2 separate regions of the Sus scrofa genome follow, and region 1 is linked to region 2. The links are chromatin contacts, called in public Hi-C maps. All regions are on one chromosome and are shown on one strand. Each heading gives the region's core, a stretch centred on a gene start, on an enhancer-like site or on the middle of the called end of the contact. The rest is flanking DNA. Distances are from core to core; before and after follow the strand shown. Region 1 holds the start of ILF2 (interleukin enhancer-binding factor 2). Region 2 holds the start of TPM3 (tropomyosin 3).

Evidence for each region. A called contact is a pair of places that touch in the nucleus more often than the background predicts.
Region 1: a Hi-C map of embryonic fibroblasts shows a contact between it and region 2, with 2.7 times the contacts expected there. The contact joins the promoter of ILF2 here to the promoter of TPM3 in region 2. A contact is called at or near these places in 3 of 5 promoter capture datasets (fetal liver, fetal skeletal muscle and liver), 2 of 47 Hi-C or Micro-C datasets (embryonic fibroblasts and liver) and 1 of 2 datasets of contacts at active chromatin or transcription factors (alveolar macrophages).

The regions. Positions count from the first base shown.
Region 1 is chr4:95,977,861-95,984,872 of Sscrofa11.1, reverse strand. It overlaps ILF2 (interleukin enhancer-binding factor 2), which reads right to left and starts at 4,011. Exons shown (of 14, transcript XM_005663409.3): 1 at 3,885-4,011; 2 at 3,125-3,184; 3 at 2,866-2,908; 4 at 2,320-2,424; 5 at 1,857-1,934; 6 at 1,651-1,753; 7 at 1,035-1,100; 8 at 511-627; 9 at 1-56. The coding sequence starts at 3,889. TRNAM-CAU (a tRNA gene) reads left to right here and starts at 4,224; the gene lies at 4,224-4,295.
Region 2 is chr4:95,547,003-95,554,281 of Sscrofa11.1, reverse strand. It overlaps TPM3 (tropomyosin 3), which reads right to left and starts at 4,455. Exons shown (of 8, transcript NM_001001632.1): 1 at 4,274-4,455. The coding sequence starts at 4,405.

The DNA of each region.
Region 1 (7,012 bases), core at 2,762-5,261, 430 kb before region 2:
AAACCAGCGGGCGTGTCGGATGGCTGCTAAGGCACTCTGCAACACCTTGATGTCCACTAGAAGACAAGCACGACATCCAAGACGAAACATTTCTGTTATTGAGGAAGCAATTCAATCCCACTGCCACAGTCCAAGAACTTGGAAGAACAGGGTAATTCAGTAGTTCCTTAAACCAACCCCACGTGCCCCAGACCCATAAATCGCTTGTCTAAAAACCACTATTCCTCCTTCCGATGATTTTCTCCAAAAGCCTACCCCACCCCCATAAATATTCCCTCAGTCCTTTTTCTTAGGTCCTTAAACTGCTTTCTTGGCCATGCTGTCTTTGACAGTTTCACCAGCAAGCTGGTAAAACCGTTTTCAAATTATAAGGGAAGACAGCAAAGTGTAGGAGTAAACTTAGATCCCAAAAGGTCTGATGTGGAATATCAACAAACTAAACTCAATAGCACTTTTTATGATGTTCTGAATTGCTCCCAAATTTCCCCGCAACGGAATAAAAGGACTAACAGTGGAGTTCTGGGTCCAGTTTTCGGAGATTGGGCGGCACTGTTGTAATGAGAATCTTCACTGTAGCATCAGAAGAACTGATCTCAAAGCCAGTTTCATTGGTCAGCATGGTCAAAACTGAAAGAAAAAAAAAAAAAAAAAAGCTGTAACTCTCATATTTCCATCCTATGACAGGTAAATCCAGGGTGAGGGTGGGGCAACAGACAGGTTTTTAAATACAGCAACAGTTCAGAAGGCGAACAGGCTAGGGATTGAACCCATGCCACAGTGGCCAGTGAGAATACCAGATCTTTATAACCAGCTGCACCACAAGAGAATGCCAAGAATACAGGATTTTAAAAGTTAGGTAAGAGATCTACTGGATTTTGAACATTTGGAGATCTCTGCCAAAAACTTCCCCAACAAAAAACTCTGCATTCATTCACTCTTCCTTCTAGCCTGATCTGACTCTGTTAAAATGTACTTATAATTACAGACCTGGTTCCTGTGACCACTAAATTACATGTTTAGCAACAAACTCAAACCTTCAGCAGGATCCTGTGCTCTCAAGCTCTCCACGACTTTGTTCCCAAGAGCAGCAACGGCTTCCACTAGATCAAGAGAAAAGATAATTAATATTGCAGTTATTTGTGTAGACTTTTCATCCATACATCTCTAAGCTACCCTGCACCCTACTTCTGCTGGAACAAGGGAAAGTTAACACCTGGACAGAGAAACTGGAAGGCTCAGGGAATAGGACATCCCCTCCAGCACACACATCTTTTTCTGCAGTGGCACTAATGCCCTCTTGGCTTAGATAATTCTTTGTTTGGGGTTGGAAGGGAGGGTCTGTCTTGTGCACTGTAGAATGCTTAGAGGTGACCCTGAGCTCTACCCAAAAACATTAGCCCCCAAACACCTCCAGGCGCTGCCAAATGGGGGAACAAAACCACCCTCAGTTGAGACACACTGCCCTTTGGTAACTGGCCATACTTTTTTTCAGATACGACACATTAAAAAAATTTTCCCACCCGCCAAAATAAATATATTTCCCACCTGTCTTCTAAACAGCCTTTCACACAAGATACATGGGCTTTAAAGATCCCTATACCTCAAACCCAAATATGTTCTGTTTCCAAGGCCAGGGAAAGGCACACTCACGTGTTGGCAAAATCTTTAGGATTACCACCAGGTCAGCCACATTGTGTCCTGTAGTCATCGTTCCCTTTTTATATGATCCAACTTGTCGGACTTCTTCGATTTGCTGTTGGAGAGAGAATTTCAGAAGAAAAACCTTAGAGCCAAGCAAGGCAACTTCCACACTACCAAGGCCACCCTTCCCTAGGACTAAATCATCAAAACCTCACCACTTCAAATGTCCCTGGAGCCACGATCAAGTTGTCAATCACATTATTTATTTTTGTCACCAAAGAAAGGATAGAGGCCTGAAAACAGCAGGAAACAAAAATACCATAAAGGTGAAACATGATAAGCAACTTCTCATCAAGTTTGAATGTTTTCCCCTAATCCCTGCAATACAGGCTCAATCAGTACCTACAACGGACTCTGAAAACACTCTGGACCCTTCTGGCTTTGAATATGCCAGAAGAGAAAACTTTGATCCAAAGATAGATGCCCCAGTAAAAATATAAATGCACACATAATTTGTTTATATCATCCCTGGTGCTCTCCCTCCACCCACAGTGAGAAATAAGGAGAACAATTAAACCCTCTGGGGAGGGCAGGCTCTGATAAGTGTAACGGCACCAGTAGTTATTTACTTCTCTACTTCATTCGTGAAATCTCAGGAGGAAAACTAACAGAATATACCTGCTCAGCTGAATTAGGAGCCAGGTCCTGATTCCTCTTCAGTAAGGCCTCACTGAAGGAAGTTTCATCAGGTGCTGGCTTGACCCGAGGAAAGGCCATTTCACACTAAACCAGAAATAAACAATTTTATACTACCCACCAAAAATAACATAAAATAAAGATTGTTTTTTCCTGTTGCCACAAAACAAAAAAAAGTTGAAAAGAGAAAATTCTAAAACACTTATTTTTAACTCCATAAAATATTTAAACAAGCATAGAAACTAGAAGAGCCATAATTTAAGCTCTCACTACCGTTACATTAACAGATAAACCAAAGATACAATTAACTGTTCAAAACAAAGATTCTAATCCTGTTACTACCAACTGTAGTCAAGGAACTATGTTCCCCACCCAGTTTACACTGCTTTTGTATGTAAAGCAATACAGGCTGACTCAAAACCCAATCCCACTCACTAACCCCCTTTCCTACTCCAACCACCATTTGACTTTATTAACAGGGAGACCCTAGGCTCCAGGAAACAAGTGAACTGCGGTCAAGGTACTCACCAAATAGAAATCAAATGGGATATGTGGCACAAACGGCCTGAACCTAAAAAATGAAAAACAAGTCAAATTATTCACCACAGAAATCAAGTGGTTTTAGCATAAAGGGGCCAGAACTCTCATTTAGGAGAGCACGGAAAGAATGCTTCTAAACCACAGCTGGAGCTCACAAAAGCAGGTAAGATTAGTCCGCTCCAAACACCCCATTTAGGTGACTGAAATGGAAACTAAGTGTGCAGAGATGCTAAAAACTGGCACTCACCCTCCTCCTGGGCCTCCTCTGGAACCAAAGCGCCCGCCACGACCACGGCCTCTGTCCCCCCTAGAAATGCATAAATACATTTTTAACTTGGTTCTCACCGCGTTGAAACGACCTCCACCATACCGGCCATATGATTTCAAGTTCGCTTACCGCCATCTCCGTGAACTTCCGTTTGGAAGCTAAGAGATCCCATTCCCACTGACAACACTTGCTCTCCATCCGTCCCAAGCGCCCAGCCTCAACCCCCAAGACCGCCTCCTTCTGGGTAATTTAATCACATCAAATACTGACGAGGTTCAGTGAGCCCTACAAGAAATGCCCCATAATTCCCGGGGCGCGCCAGCCCTAATACTTCAGAGACTAACGAGATTGCTCATTTATTCGTAACTAGTAAAAGCATCTAACGGCAACCCTATACGTCAAGCACTTAGCCTGGAGTATGAACGAGGCACGTTCAAGCCTTCTCAGTCTAGATGGTGGTCGGGGTGGGGAGGTGGTCCTCCTGGGAGGTGAGGACAGCCCCTCATCTAACCGCCCCCGCTCCCGCTTCCCCTTGCCTGGGCCCCACCCCCATCCCTGGCCCACGTTTCCCCGCCTCCGCGGCCCCCGACTTCCCCCACGCTCCCAAGCGGGAGTTCTCAGATTTCCGTGCAGCCCCCAGATACACGGCCCTTCAAGACCTCCGAGTCCTTTCAGCCCGCGTACCCAAAGTTTTTGGTCGAATACTCGAAACCCTTCCAGAGCACCCCACGACCCTTACCTCATGGCGTCCCAAAGTCCGAACAATGGAGGCCACACCAACCGCCCCTTTCCTCCGAGAAGCCCTCAACTGGAGAGGCGGCTTGCCGGCGTATGCCAACAAACCCCGGCGTGATTGGCTCCCGCCGTTCTGCACCACTTATGCCTATTGGTTCACTTCAGCAAACCGGGTTTATGAACCAATAAAAAGCCCCTACTATGTCAGGGACCAGCCAATAAGAAAGGACTTGACAGGAAAGACTTTTTTTTACGGACACCAGGGGGCATGGTGTAGAGCAATCAGGTTGGCTAACACTCAGAGAACTTTCTATACGATTTTTGAAAAATATCTTGCCGAGCTAGCAGAGTGGCGCAGCGGAAGCGTGCTGGGCCCATAACCCAGAGGTCGATGGATCGAAACCATCCTCTGCTAGGAGAGCTTTTCTTTCTTTTCCCCCCTCCTTCCCACTCCAGGACAGAAACTCTTGTTTTTCTAGTAGATGTAAATACCGCACTCCTATGTTTTCCTCCTTAGAAGCTAATTTTTGCCAAAAGCAGGCAAATGGCGCAAGCAGGCGAAATGGAATAGGAAGGGACTTAGGCAACTATGACTACACGTCTGGATGTAGTTCACAGAGACTAGAAACTTGAGGCAGGAGAAGCGGATTTGAATATAATAATTGAATCGGAGAGGAGAAATACTGATGTGGAGGGGCTAGAAGGCAAACTGAGACAGCCTCAGGAAAGAGAGTTCAGATGAAGAGAACAACGGAAATGACTGGAGAAAAAGACCAGACCCATCCCTCTTGCCCAGTATCCCCTCATTTCTCCTTTCCTCACTCGGCAACCTCCCTGGTGGATTTTACTCTTAAACGAAGCTTCACAGCCACATATAAGGATAAACTGCTGTTGCATTTAAATCAATCATATTACAAGTTGCTCTTTGTCCTGTTTCTCCCTCTTCTTGCCTTCTTTTTCACTGACTAATATTTATTATTCCTTCCCTGCCTCTGTCAATAGAAAGTTACGCACTTTTTCTGCTCCCTCAGTGGTTACCCTAAAAATTTCGTGCCTCCTTGAAAGGGCAGAGTCTAATTTTACCCTCCTCGTGAAAAATGCAGGAGTAATTTAATTCAATTTACCACACTGACTCTAGAATTATATATACTATTGTGTAACTTTTAAGTATTACATTGACGTATTATTTACTACAGCAAAATGCACAGATCTTAAATCTACAGCTCCAATATTTTTGAATAATGTATTCTGCCCTTGTAATCACCGCATAGATTAACATAAAGAATATTTTTAGCACCTGACAAATTTGGCTTATACGCCTTTGCTCTCCCCCTGGAGGCAAACACTATTCCAATTTCTCTTATTGTAGATTGGTTTCGTCTGCTCTTCACATAAATGGACTCACAGCCTATGTGTTCTTTTTCCTCTGGCTTCTTTTGCTTGGCACATTTCAAAATTTTTCCATGTTTCTGCATTTATCAGCAATTTGTTCCTTTTTACTTGTTTATTTATTTTAGCCCCACAGGGCATGCGGAAGTTCCCAGGCCAGGGATTAAACCCAAGCCGCAGCAGTGACGAGACTGACAGGAGTGTCAATGTGGGATCCTTAACCACTCCTCCTTTTTATTTATGAGTAGCATTCCATTGCATAAATATTCCACTGTTTGTTTATCCATTCTTCTGTTGATGAGTTCAGACCTCCAACAGGCTGAGCCACCGGCAAACACATCTGGGTCGTTTCCAGTTTGGAGACATTATGAATAAAGCCGCTATGATCATTTTTGTACAAGATTCTTGCAGTAGATGCAATTGTTCCTCTTCATTGCAGAGGGGTAAGTGTAGCTGTATATGTTTACAAAATTTAAATTGCATATATATTCAGTCCCACTAGATATTAATACTTGGGCTTCCGGTTGTGGCTCAGTGGAAATAAATCCAACCAGTAAACATGAGAATGTGGGTTTTGGACCCCTGGCTCCGCTCAGTCAGTTAGCTCCTGTGTTTCTGAGAGCTGTGGTGTGGGTTGCAGACATGACTCAGATCCCACGTGGCTGTGGCGCAAGCTGGCAGCTGTAGCTCCGACTTGACCCTTAGCCTTACTTATTAATTAAACTAACGGTCATTGAGGTGTGCCAGTTTGTTTTATTTTTAAGGTTTTTTTGTGTGTGTTTGTCTCTTTGTTTTGTCTTTTCTAAGGCCACACCCGCAGCATATGGCGGTTCCCGGGCTAGGGGTTGAATCAGAGCTATAGCTGCCAGTCACAGCCACAGCCACAGCAATGTGGGATCCGAGCTATGTCTGCGACCGACATACGGCGGCAACGCCGGATCCTCAATCCGCTGAGCGAGGCCAGGGATCAAACCCGCAACCTCATGGTTCCTAGTCATATTCGTTAACCACTGAGCCATGATGGGAACTCCTGTTTTGTTTTTTCTGACTTTTTAGGGCTGCACCCACGGCATTTGGAGCACCCCAGGCTAAGGGTCCAATCAGAGCTGTAGCTGCCAGGCTGAAGTCTACCAGTTTTTAATGCTCTTTATTCCCTCCTGTATCCCCAACATTTATCTGGAATATTCCTTCTGCTTTAGAATTAGTACCCTTCTGCTGGTGGCCATCTTCGTTTTGTTTTTTCTGAATACATCTTTGTTTTACCTTTGTTTTTGAAGGACATTTTCTCTGGATATGGAATTCTGGATTGGAAGTTATTTTTCATCTAGTACATTTACAATATTATTTTACTGTGTATGGTTTCCATTTTTGCTGTGAAAAAAAAATGTTGAACAAATGGTTGCTCCTTTGAAGGTCATCAATCCTCTTTTTCTTTTTCTTTCTTTTTTTTTTTTTTTTTTTTTTTGTCTTTTTAGACCCATACCCATGGGCATATGGAGCTTCACAGGCTAGGGGTCCAATCAGAGCTGTAGCTGCTGGCCTACACCACAGCCATAGCAATGCCAGATCTGAGGAGCGTCTGCACCAAAGCTTAAGGCAACAACACCAGATCCTTAACCCACTGAGCGAAGCCAGGGATCAAACCTTCGTGTTCATGGATACTAGTCAGATTCATTTCTGCTGAGCCACGAGGGGAACTCCTTCTTTTTTTCTTTTTTTATGTTTCTTAGCCATTAGCTTTTA
Region 2 (7,279 bases), core at 3,206-5,705:
ATTCTCTGGTCCTGTCTCAGAAAAAAGATGTACCCTACAGGAGAACACATATTTCGCCTCACAAGCTCAAAAAGGCCAAGATTATGAGCAGTCTGGCTATCAGGCAAGAACTATAAAACACTGCCAGTACAATGATTTACCCCACCCCTCTTCAGAAGCCTAGAACCAAAAAAAAAAAAAAAAAAAAAAACAGAATGGGCCCAGATTTGAAGGGAGCTCATGAAATCTAAGACCCCACCCAGCTCACCAGTAGTTACCCAAATGAAGTAGAAGATAACAGGCTATGGGGGCGGGGGTGTACAGTTTCCATGACAACAAGCTGGCTCGGGCAGTTTCTCCCACAAATCAGCATTTACAATAGAATTCTTCGCAAGGCTGAAAAGGGAGGAGGAGAAAACACATCTTGGTGCCCTAACTAGAGCATGCATATATTGAACGAGCCTCATCAAAAACAGAATCCAGGATGGGAGTTCCAGCAAAAGCCTCAGGAGACCCTGTGGGGAGGGTGGGGAACAGGGGAGGGCAGTCACTGTTCCCTTTTTTCTCCTCCCACAGAGGATCAGTTCTCTTTACAATGAAACAAAAAGCTTGCAGAATCAAGATCTGTTAAATGTTTCAAGGAACAAGGGAAGACACCTATTGACTTCTTCCAGCCAGGACCTCTCTGTACAATGCCTATCCCCTTCAGGTCAATCACGCTGTACCCAGAGACTGAGTGGGACCAACTTCTGCAAATGAGAATGGGAGACACGGCCCTGGGAAACATTAACTTTACGCTGTTCTATCATCCCAGGTTTGGCATGCCTTAGATGTGGTTTTGATCTTTCAGCCCGCCCACCTCTGTCCAGCTTGGAGGTACACTGAGGTCTTTCCTTCAGGCAATAATAGGATTTCTCTGCTGCCCAAGAAGCAAAGATCCCAGGGTGAGTGAGGGAACACAGCAGCAGCTCAGGTCACTTCAGAAGATGGCTGACAATAGCTTCAGCTATGAAACGATTTTCTACCATCTTCCACTCTGAAGGGACTCCCTGAGCACACCATACCCATCAAGGCAAGAAAACCAACAGGGCACTGCTGCTGAAAGGTACATCAGGGCCAAGGACAGAAGGGGATTAGCCTAGATCTGGCATTCTGCCACTCTGCGGTTTCTCTTTTTAGACAAAGGCCACAGATGAAATTCAAAGGAAAAGAGTAATGGAAAAGTTAGGCTTAAGCCTTATGAGTAAAGGACTGCTCTGGTTTATTGTGTTCACAAATGTATCTAGACAGATACTGTGTCCTTGGGCACTTTAAATTTCGTCCAGGGGGAGGCAAGTTGGAAGGGAGCAGAGCTATCTGTCCCAGAGTAAACAAAGGTGGAGTCTGAGCGGAGGCACTCAGAGCAAAGGGCTATTTGCCTCTCCCCTATGAGTAGGTGCTCCAGTATGAAGGCAAGAGAAAGGAAATCAGCAGGAAAACAAATCTAAACCAAAGACAGGTGATAAAGCCAGTTGCTTATTCCACCAGACCCCACGGATGGGAGAGAGCCACACAATAGTCAGACATTCTAACCACCACCACCACCACCACCACCCACCCCTGCAGACCAGGAATCTGTGAATAAGGCCACAATCGAAACTGCTGTTCACAAAGCCCACTCACTCCCTCCATAGTATTCCTAAATCTTTTAGACCAGAAAAAGAAATACCAAGGGAAGTTACAAGACAGGTATTAAAAGCAGAGAAGGTGAACCCTACACTTTAAAACAAAGTGGTAAATTTTATGGCATGTGTATTTTTACTACCCCCACTCCAGATAAGGCAAGCTACTACATTAAACATGTTGCAGTTTTCTTCAGTTTAACAAAAAAGACAACAGGGAGATTCAAAATTGAAAGTGGATTTTACAAGGTGCTACATTATAAAAGGTCAATCTCCAGGCCAAAAGCAGGAAAGAGTTGTGGATTCCAGAACAACTTGGTCTCTGCTTTGGACTCACCCAGCTTCCCCAAAAGGGCTGGATGTTCACACAAAGCAATGAGAAAAGCAATTAAGTGACAATTCCACTAAGAGCATGTGATAGCATCAGGGAGTGCTGAGCTTCCAGCTCCAGGAAGGAGGAGCCAGTAAAACCCACATTCCAAAATGCCCTAAGAGGATAACAGGTAGTTCAAGCAACCCCCTCCCTTCCCACAGGTGTCCCCTCAGGAGGAATTCAAAGTTCACTAGAGCAGAAAGTCAAAAGATTAGGCTCCCTCAAGCTGGGGGAGAAGATACTAACTGGTTTCATAAATATTTAACTACCACCCTACTTCCCCATCTGAGGACTTCCTCACTAGACCTCACTAAGCTCGATAAACAAATGTGGCAGGTTCTGAGTAAGGGAGAAGAAGCTTAAGAAACATCTGAGGCTGCTCACTTGGCTAGAATCACCGGGGGGGGGCTAAATTTTCCTGCAAAGAAAATGACCAAATCCTAGACAGAGTGGCTGAGAACATCCTAGCTGGAAAATCAAATCCTGAGGGCTTGGGGAGGGGAGGGGGCATCATCTACCCTAGAACTAGTCCTAAGATGTGCATGCTTAAGTGTTGACCCTAAGACTCTGGAGCTCAAAACATGGCTAGTTCCTTCAGGCCATTCCGTCTTCCCTTTTACCAGGATCTGGTCTTTAGAACAAAGGAGATGAGAAAGTGTCAGCTGTCATAAAGAGTCACCCAGCCAGTTCATCTTCACTTGAGTTGATAATCAGAAGCTGTGGACAAAACTGGGAGGAAAAATCCACTGACAAGTGGGTGACTGAGGAAGACAAGATCCCAGCATTTCCAAGCCCAGTTATATGAAGCAATGAATATTCTAACAATCTTAAGTATTAACCTGGAAGGCAGCTGCCTCCCCTCTTTCCCCCAAAGCATTAATTCTCAGCCACTCCCCAGAGAAGCAGCCAAAAAGTAAAAAACAAACAACAACTTACCAACGGGAAGAACCAGGAATACCAATACACCACAAGAGGTCTTTCATCAGGTCTTCAAATTTTAGCAACTGTTACTTTCCTCTCCAGCCTCAAGATCCTCCAAAACCAAAGCCTCAACTCAAGATATCAGCTCCACCTACTAGACTGCACCCTAGACCCTGAAAAGCTCATAGCCTACTATAACAAATCGCCCTTCTAAACAGAAAGTGGTTTCAAGAATCACCCCTCGGCTCATTAACATTTTATGTTCCATCTTTCAGTAGAACAAATATTTACTGAACTTAAACAAAACAAAACACTGTAGTGGATAATTGGGAAAGGAGCAGAGTAACATCACTAGAGACCCCCGGGAATTCATTATTTGGAACTCGGTATCTTGACTCCATCAACCACGCGAACTAGAAACCTTGACAGAAATTGGCACCCCATCAGATTCTCTGCAACATACACTCGCTTATCAGCTCTGCTTGGACGAAGTGTTCTTAACCTGGTCAGCTAGCACTCTTCACACTTCAGCAATAAACGCCTGAATCTGGCATAAGTTCCTGCCTTCCAGGTCATCGTGGAAGCTAGGCAAGTTTTTGTTGATACCTACATTTGCACTAACAGAAGGAGTGAAGTACCATCTCCTCCCCTCCCTCTTCACGTCGACAGAGAGAATGGGTTCAGCAGTTGCAAGGGCTCCCCGTAAGAGGAAAGGGCCCCAGGCCGGAGGATGGGAGGCGGTGCTGTGGCCTCAACCTCCTCCAGGGAGGGCACCGCGCTTCCTCTCGGCCGACTGCTGCCTCATTTCCTGAGCAGGAGGAGGGAGCGGAAAAGCTACCAGCAGGCTAGGCTGGGGGCTTTCCGGCGGGTCCCACCCTCAACCCCCACCCTTTCACCTTAAATTCGGCTCTGCCCCTCCCAGACTGGAGAGGCAGCCACCTACTCTCACCCTTGAGGCCGGAAACCCCAACGAGAGCAAAATCCCCCCCGCCCTCGACGGGGAAGTGGGGGAGGGAGAGGCCGCTTGAGCCCCTCCCCCGGCCGCGCCCGGCTCAGAGCGACTGAATGAATGAGCTGGGAGAAAGGAGGAAAACCACTCCTCAGGCCCGCGAGGCTCAATTCCTTCAAAGGTCACGCCTGTTCGCTCGAGCACCCCGTTCCCCCCTCACCCGCTAGATGTCCAAAGAAGCTGAGCCCCACCCAACCTCCGGGCTCCAACTTCATCACCAAGTATGCTGGCCCTCTAAGGACCGTGCTCGTTCGCAAATATGGGACCTAGTTCGGGGTCCCATCTGCTCCAGCGCCTGCCATTCCCTCACTCGCCTCGCCCTCTCCGTACCTGTTCCCGGGCCCGCCTTTCCCCCTCCACTTCCCGCTGGAGGCGCTCGGCCCTCTCCTCTGCATCATCGGCCTGCTGCTGCAGAACCTGGATCTTGCGCTTCACCGCCTCGATGGTGGTGATTCCAGCCATGGTGCCCACCCAGCTCCTGCTCGCAATCGGGTTCCTGCCTTCTCCGCTCGGCGCTGCAGCCGCTTCTCACCCCTACTTCCGCCTGCTCCGCCCTGAAATACCGGAACTCGCCCACCCGCCCGGACGTGACGCCACCACCGCCGCGCCCTCCCACCGCCAGGCAGGCGGGAAGGCTGTCCACTGGAGGGAGACCAGCCGCGGGGAGCGAAGGGCGGGACCGCTCAGTCGCCCGGGGCGACCGCTCCCAGCATTTTCCTCCAGCAGGCAAAGGGGGGCGGGGTTGGAAAGAGGGAGGGCTACCATGGTAACCGGAAGGCGCGTGGTGATTAAACCTCTCCAGCCGCGGGGCTGGCTGTCCACAATGGTTGGCCTGTGAGGCCCCTTACACACTCGCAGTTGACCCCTCACTTCCCCAGAGCTGATCGGCCACTACTTACCCAGCTGATCCACCACCACTTACCCGCTAGGGCACCCTGTGTACCTCTCCACCATATACCCCATAAAGGCTTCCAAACAGGTACTAAGAAAAAACCTGGTCTTTCTGTGCCTCATCTTCAAAAGAGCCCAGATATCCAGTCTCCTTTCAAAGGCTGCTCAGGTAGGTTCTTTCCCATTTCCTAAAAGTCGATGAAGGGGATTAATGGGGGATGAAGAGATGGGCAGGTTGACAACGCTATCTATTTGGCATCAAGTTTTTTTTTTGTTTTGTTTTTTGTTTTTGTCTTTTTGCCTTTTCTAGGGCCGGTCTCACAGCATATGGAGGTTCCGAGGCTAGGGGTCGAATCGGAGCTATAGCCGCCGGCCTACGCCAGAACCACAGCAACGCTGGATCCGAGCCGCGTCTGAAACCTACACCACAGCTCTCGGCAACGCTGGATCCTTAACCCACTGAGCAAGGTCAGGGACTGAACCCACAACCTCATGGTTCCTAGTCGGATTCGTTAACCACTGCGCCACAAGGGGAACTCCATCTGTTTGGCATCAGTTTTGAACATAAGTGTTCTATTTAAAATACAGGTGTTAAGTTTTCCTCATGGCTCCTAGTCGGATCCTTAATCCGACTAGTATCCGTGAGGATGCGAGTTCTATCCCTGGCCTCGCTCAGTGGGTTAAGTGATCTGCCTTGCCGTCACAGACACGGCAGGGACTGGGTGCTGTTGCGCCTCTGGCGAAGGCTGGCAGCTATAGCTCTGATTGGACCCCTATCCTGGGAACTTCCATATGCCACAGGTGCAGCCCTGAAAAGCAAAAGTTAAAGCATAAAGTACTGGTCTTTTTCCCTGTTACTTTTGAGAGTCAGTAGACACCAGTGATTTACCAACCGGCCGGATTCTCCAGACCTTGAATGATTCAGGACCTGGTAATTAATCATCACTTTACAATTCCTTTTGTAGGTGGGGAAGGTATTTTATGCCCCATTTTATTAGGAAAGTATCCTCTGTTAGGGACTACTGTTACCAGATCCTTTGTGCAACAGCAAGATGTGACTACCTGAAAAACTATAGTCCTGTGGAACCCAACCTCCGTTCTGTGTCATAACTTTCACCAATTTCACTGCCACTTCTGCTTCCAGGTCCTCCAAGGCATCATTTATGAATTAGAAACTGCTTCTGTAGGATTTTTAGAAGCACAGAAGTAAAGAGACTTTAGAATTTTTTTCTTCCCACTTGTTTCTTTGTATTCCTCCCACCTTCTCAGTAAGTAATAGTAATAAATCTCTCCTGTGGTGCAGCTCTCTTTTCCTCTAGAGAATTAGAGTGTAGAACAGGATCTAAAATTAAGAATCCTGGAGTTCCCGTTGTGGTGCAGTGGAAATGAATCCGACTGGTATCCATGAGGATGCAGGTTTGATCCCTGGCCTCACTCAGTGGGTTGAGGAGCGGGTGTTGCGGTGACCTATAGTGTAGGTCACAGATGTGGCTCAGATCCCATGTTGCTGCGGCTGTGTTATAGGTCAGCAACTGTAGCTCCAATTCAGCCCCCAGCCTGGGAACTTCTTATGCCATGGGTGCGGCCCTAAAAAGCAAAAATAGATAAATAAATAAAATGAAGAATCCTAACCCTCAAAGGACTGATAGGCAAGGCAGGTGCTGCCTGGTTCTGAAGTTACTCCCACCAGCAGCTCTATCTTCCTAGCTCCATTTAGAAATACTGAACATTGAGACTATCCAGAGGAAACAGAAACAACTCAGACAATAAGTAATTTGCTTGACAGAGTAACCTGTACATTTTGATTTCCTCTCCCAGGAATTGGAAAGAAAGAGCAGTGTTTAAAGCCTCAGTAAACTCTGCCCTGATGGCCTAAGAATTTTTCGAAAACTCTCTTTGGAGAAATCTGATGAGAAGGACTGTGGAAACAAAAATGAAACTTGGTCATTCTCCATACTGATCAGCAGCGGCCACTATTCCATCCCACTCACCCACCCTTTGCCCTAGTGAAAAAGCAGAAGACCTCATTTTAGACAAACCAAAGGAGTGTTGAGAGCACCACTGCATTCCTGAGGCTGGTAGATTTGAACAGATAATCTTCTCTTGATCCAGGGAAACAGGTGGATTGACTCCTAATGGCCTTTAAAAGCATGATGGATGGGCAGCAAGGGGCCCAGGGCTATTGTTTTCCTAGTGACCAACAATACATCAACAGGTGTATCTGTCCATCCTGTCCCTCTTCTCCCCATCCCTTCCACCTCTTGTCCTTAAAAAAGGGCGTTGGAGTTCCCGTCATGGCTCAGCGGTAACGAACCCAACTGGTATCTGTGAGGACACGGGTTAGATCCATGGCCTTGCTCACTGGGTTAAAAAGGATCCCGTGTTGCCAGGAGCTGTGGTGTCAGTTGCAGACCGCGGCTCAGACCCTGCATTGCTGTGGCTGTG